Linked DNA regions of Mus musculus: region 2 is linked to region 1. The links are chromatin contacts, called in public Hi-C maps. All regions are on one chromosome and are shown on one strand. Each heading gives the region's core, a stretch centred on a gene start, on an enhancer-like site or on the middle of the called end of the contact. The rest is flanking DNA. Distances are from core to core; before and after follow the strand shown.

The links. Hi-C and Micro-C count contacts between places; a contact is called where the count stands out from the background.
Region 2: a contact with region 1 is called in a Hi-C map of bone marrow-derived macrophages, with 19 read pairs. The contact joins two enhancer-like sites. A contact is called at or near these places in 3 of 484 Hi-C or Micro-C datasets (the HPC-7 cell line, bone marrow-derived macrophages and hematopoietic stem and progenitor cells), 3 of 115 datasets of contacts at active chromatin or transcription factors (bone marrow-derived dendritic cells, bone marrow-derived macrophages and embryonic stem cells) and 5 of 9 other capture datasets (adipose tissue, embryonic stem cells, embryonic tail and 2 more).

Annotation. Positions count from the first base shown.
Region 1 is chr6:137,413,040-137,415,995 of GRCm38.p6, reverse strand. It overlaps Ptpro (protein tyrosine phosphatase, receptor type, O), which reads right to left. Exons shown (of 27, transcript NM_011216.3): 14 at 1,646-1,778. Among named protein-coding and RNA genes, the nearest start is that of Gm52924, 140 kb to the right of the region's middle. Within about 2 kb of position 1,260, at least 9 of the 459 cell types and tissues checked have an H3K27ac peak or open chromatin away from gene starts, as enhancers often do. A contact at or near this core is called in bone marrow-derived macrophages, where this site is marked.
Region 2 is chr6:137,695,795-137,698,666 of GRCm38.p6, reverse strand. No RefSeq gene overlaps it. Among named protein-coding and RNA genes, the nearest start is that of Gm38915, 5.9 kb to the left of the region's middle. Within about 2 kb of position 1,621, at least 71 of the 459 cell types and tissues checked have an H3K27ac peak or open chromatin away from gene starts, as enhancers often do. A contact at or near this core is called in bone marrow-derived macrophages, where this site is marked.

The DNA of each region.
Region 1 (2,956 bases), core at 11-2,510:
ACTATATGGTGAGTTTGAAGTTAGCCTGAGCTACTTGTTAACCCATCTCAAAACCCCACAGAGCCAATCCTTAAGGCCTTAAGTACTTGCTATATGTCACCTCTACTCAGGTTTGTGGCTGAGTGCTGGGAAGAAAGAAGAACAGGCCATCAGCTCCATGGGGAGCCATATTTACCTCCCAAGCTTATTTGTTTACACTTGTAAGTAAACTGGACCAAAAAAAGTCACCTGTTGCTCTTGTTTTCCAGGGTACAGACAAGAATTCATAGGCATTAAAGTGCATTTTAAAAAGTGTCACAGAAGCCACCCATGGTGGCAAACGACTTTAGCTCCAGCTTTTGAAAGAAGGAATGAGTCAGGAGGATCCCTGTGAGTTTGGGAAGGAATGATGCAGAAGGATCCCTATGAGTTCCAGAAGGAATGATGCAGGGGGATTCCTACGAGATCCAGGCTAGCCAGGACTATGTAGTTAGAGCATAACTCAACTTTACTCTTCATCAAAAACCAAACCAAACCATCCAAACAAGCAAATAAGAACACTCCAACAAAAACCCTGGAGGAAAGGGTCCTGAGTTGTAAGATGAAGGAGTGTTAAACATTGCCCACGTGTACTTCTGTCTTTTTTTCTAACAAAGGAAAAGTCAACAGAAAGGCCAAAAGCAAAACAAAGCAGAGCTGGCACTACTCCTCAGTGTATCAGCCATAAGCCTGCAGCTGGTTTGCAGACACAAAGGCAAATCCATTTAAAGGGACACAGCATTCCTGAGAGTGGCTGTCTGCACAGGGTCTTCACAAAGGGTCTAGAATTCCTGCTGCAAACAATGAACACGCTATACCACAGGAAAGGAACAAGAAGCCCTGTTCCAGACCCCACAGTAATCACCCATTTGCCTTTTAGCACGGCTGAAGTAGCGGCTTTCTTGCTTTGATTTTAAGTAGAAATGGTAACTGCTATTGGACCACGGCCAGCCAAGGGCCTGTACAGATGAGAGTGCATTGGTCAGGACTGTGTCTACCCCTGTTGAGGAGTCTAAGGATCACCTTGGTGATTTCTCTTGGCGGATGCCCTTTGTGTCTGGTGTACACTTTTAGGGCTTTCTGTATTTTTACTTCTAATTTTCTAAAGAACATTAAGCTAAAGCTGGAGAGACGATTCAGCGGTTAAAAACACTAACTGCTTTTTGCACCAAGTACAGGTTTGTTTCTCAGCACCCACATGCTTGCTCGCTACCATCTCGCTCCAGTTCCGGGGATCTGATACTCTCTTCTGCCCTCTGGTGGATGGCAGCAGGCATGTACACGGTGCACAGACATCCATGCAGGCAAGAAGATTATACCCATTAACATGAACATAGGAAGAACCTAAATAGCCCAAATCTAAAATTCATACTCTTTTATCCTATATTTACATATCATTTTTAAAAAAATGCTTGAAGACAATACGAATCTTTTTCTAAGTCACATGTTCTAGCCAAGCACACTTTGAGATAGGAGTCAAGGGCTCCCTGAACCTGTAGCTTGGGGTATTTTCAAAGGAAGACTGACTCCATCAAAAAGGCAAGTTATATGTATTGAGAAGGAAATACTAAAAAAAAAATAATGAAGAAACTTCAAAAGACCAGATTGCCTCAGTCTGTATCATTACCCATTGTGGAGACAGCTATGAATGTAGGGACACTGGGAGTGTCGTGGCTGAAGCTGGTGACACTGCAGTTGTAGGCAGTGGCTGGGAGGAGGCTGGAGATGGTCACCACGTGGGACGACACAGCTACTGGCTCCTGGGGATGGAGAAGATAAAACACATTTCACACCATCCTCTTGTTTGTGAAAGTATTCTCCATATTAAGAATGTTATGTTCAGAATAAAAACATAATTAAAAGATGGAAAAGGTTAATAGTGAAAAACTCCCCCCCTTTCTCTATTCCCTTCCATGTTACTCTGTCCCATGGAAGCAGCCCTCATTACTGAGTGTTTTTTTCCTTGTACCTAGTTGATGGGGGCATAAAGATGATGTCACGGCTGATGTCACAGCTGACGTCACAGCTGACGGCGATGACTGGTGATGCAGCTTACACACTACTCTGCCTATTTACACTTGAATCATCTGTTGTCATCTTTGCTATAAATTCATATTAAGCTGATTTATTCTTTTTAAAATGGAAAACATTAAAACTGCATGCACAAAGGTTTGTCAGTCTGTCTGTCTGGGTACTGCCTGCACCCAGTGCCTGCGGAGACCAGAAGACGGTACACTCTCCCCTGGAAATGGAGTTGCAGACAGTTGTCAACAGCTATGTAGGTTCTGGGAAACAAACCTAAGTTCTCTACAAGTGCAGCAGGCATTGTCAACCTAAAAGCCATCTTTCCAGCTCCCATTTACCCTTCTGAAGGAGGGCACACACGTCCATTTAAAGTTCATCTTGCCAGCCTCCTACAGATGCAGGTTTCAGTGGTCTGTGGATTTCTCTGTGTGCTGCTGTGAGCGACACTAAGTAAGCATCATCTTGTAACCATAGAAACCCTTGTACCTGTAGTCACTTAGTGCATTTATGTGCCTGTGATGGTTAATATGATCACCAGCCTGGCAGGACCTGGAGTCATCTATGAGATGAGGGATGGTGGGATAGTGGTGGGGTGGGGTCATTTAGATTAGGTTAGCCTCTGGGCATGCCTGTGAGAGAGTATTGTGATTGGGTTAATTGACATAAGAAGACCCACCCCCAAGGAGGTTCTCTGAGCTTGGGCCCTGGACAGCATAAACAGGAGGAAGCTAACTGAACCACAACATCATAATTCTCTGCTTCTGGATTGTTGACGCAGTGTGAGTGGCTTCCTCCAGCTCCTGTGCCGGGACTTCCCCACCAGGAAGGGCTATACACTGAAACAATGAGTTGGAAGAGATTCCTCCTGGAACCTGCTTTGGTTGGGGTATTTTATCTCAGCAATAAGAAAAAT
Region 2 (2,872 bases), core at 372-2,871, 280 kb before region 1:
TGTCAGTTTAAGGAAAACCTTAGTAATGATTTTCCCCCAGCCTTTATACACTAAAAAAGTGAAGCTATCCTAACATATAGTTACAAATAAACACAAAGGCAAGGGTAGAGAATATTAATTTCCCATTATCTCAAGAATGTCACAAAGTATAAAATATTTCCTCTTGTCTTTGAAGTATATCTGTTCTGAGGCACTCTGGGATCAACAATTTCTTTTAACTTCTACAATAGAGCTGTGAGGGGAAAATCATGGTTTACACATAGCTCCATTCTATTGAGTGACCCATTTGCAAAGCCACATTTCACTATGTGTGACAAGAGAAAGCATTTTAAATGGCTATTTATAGCTGGTGTTATATCATATGGGGCAATATTATTAGTCGAAAAAGCCAGTAATTGAATGTTGTAATTCATTCATTTATGACCTTACCATTTTGCAGCATTTTTAATAGCAATTTCTTTTACAAGCTATTACAAGTGGGTTGAAAGCTGGTTAGATATTCTTAAGAGTAGAAGTCTACTTCTCCCAGCTATAAATTCTTTATCTAGTAAACACAAGTTCATCTTGTGAGCTCAGAATAGGGAACTGAGCTTCTCTTAGGCTGTTTAGTTCATCTTGAATGTATCTCCTTTATAACTGAAGGAAGAACCATGCTTGTAAACGCTCCCTGAGCCCTTGAAAGCATCAGCAAGCACTGCTACCAGGAATCCATCCTGTACATAGCCCTGGGATCAGTATTGATTCTGACATTAAATAAATGGCCCCAATCTTTTTTTAAACACTCAAGGCTAAAAGTAATACAATCTCAAGGAAAAAGAGGGAAAATATAGGCATGGGGGATGGAGGGAAGCCAGGCTTAGATGCCATTGCATCAGCAAATGGCCTCATTGTCTTTGGAAGCTATAACTGGTCTCATCTCAGGCTGGAGAGAAAGGAGGATGAAGGTATTTTCGCATCCATGTCTAGTCTATCGAACTGGAGAGCTTCTTGCATTTTCGCTGAAGGTTGTACACTACCCAGAGAAGCCGATGGCACAAGGTTGCCAAAATTCAGCTCAGAAATTCAGCCTGGACTTGCCAATGTGTATGTCTTGCTGAAACTATGTCTGAATGAAGGAGTTTAGGGTTAGTTGCCTTTCTGCTACTAGGATGAGTGCCTGAGATGATCAACTTATGAAGGGTTTTGTCTTGGCTCACAGTTTTGGTGGTTGCAGTCCTTGAACCATTGACTTTGTTGTTTGGAGCATAAGGTGGTGTGGCACATCATGATGGAACATCACCTAGTGGACATAAAGTGAAAGAGCAGAAAGGAAACAATGCTGACCACACTATTCCCTGCACTTGAAGCCTTCCAGGAGGCTCTGCCTCTCAGTTATTACCACCAGCTCACCTGGGACTAAGCTTTCCAAAGTTAAGGACATACTTTTTGTTTAATTTCTCACTAAGGCTGTATCGACCAATGATGATTCTGCTGGCTTCCAGAGCCCAGGCACTAGCCTACCAAGAGAATCCTGAATGGCTGAGATAAAACCTCCTTAAGCTGGTTCCTCTACTGAAACGAGTGTCTCCTACTGTGTGAAAAGCTGCGCAGAGAGCCACGAGTTCTCTCAGCATATGCTGAAGATAATCCTCGCTCAACGCCTTCAACAGGGGAGAAAGAGGAAGTGTTCCAGCTTCACAAAAGGCTATTGTAGATGTCACTTCTCCCCTTCCTGTTATAGAATGTAAAGAAATATTTAGCTGCAAGACAAAACATGTCACTGGTCCTTGGCAGGAATCCTTATCACCTGCTAAATAGCTCTATTGTGTGACTGGCAAACACATTTTGTAATTCCATAGCTGACATCTCTATTCAAACCCACAAAGCTTTACTTTATAAAACTTCTCCGCCTTTCAAAATCTACTTCCTCTACCCTTTTGCAAGGCTCCAGGCAAATTCTACTTTATTGAAAACACACTTCCTTCTTCCCTCCTGAACACTGTAATACCCCAGCTCCCTCCCTGTCTGTGTGTCTGTCAAATAGTTGTCACACTATTGGGTTGATGCAATGCAGGGCCCAGACTGTGGCTCAAATCCACTCATGGGGGACAGACCACCAATGGCACAGTGCCCCTCAAATCCACTCAGCAGAGAGCGGAGCACAGGGGCATAGTGTGAGGAAGAGCAGTCGCAGCAGGAAGAGAAACTGGGAGAAAAGATGAAGTTGGCAGTTGTGGCAGCTTCAGGGTAGTGAGAAGAGAGTCTGGATGCTTAACATAGAAAAGCCCACCATGCTCCATTCTTCAGGATACCAGGGAAGAACATGCAATTGATAGAACCTGTGGACCAACAAGGAGAGTTCCCGAATCCATCAGAGTCTGCAAAGGAAAGGTAGGTTAGCTAAGAGGTTAGATTTCACCTGGTGCATACCCTGACACACATTAGACATCTGTTGTCCTGCTAGTTGGTTACTCGGGACTTCTTGTTTATCTTGTGCAGATGATGAGTGAGGAGTTATGTTATATCCTACAATACCACCACCATCATCACCACCACCAATAACAACAACAATATCACCACCATCATCATCACCACCCCCTCCACCATCACCACCACCATCATCACCACCATCACCGCCATCACCAACACCAATAACAACAACGACCACCACCACCATCACCACTGCTACCACTGCCATCACCATAAGCATCACCTCTGTGACAAATTGCCTTTGTGCAAAGCTGTTGCCCACTCATTCACTGTATAATTATTTTATTCCTCATCTCCTAATGTTTATCTTTGAGTGTGAAGATAATGCGGGTCCAGTGGGTTTACTTGTATTGAGTAAGATGCTGGGAAACAAAACGACTCTACGAATCACAGGGCCAGGTGG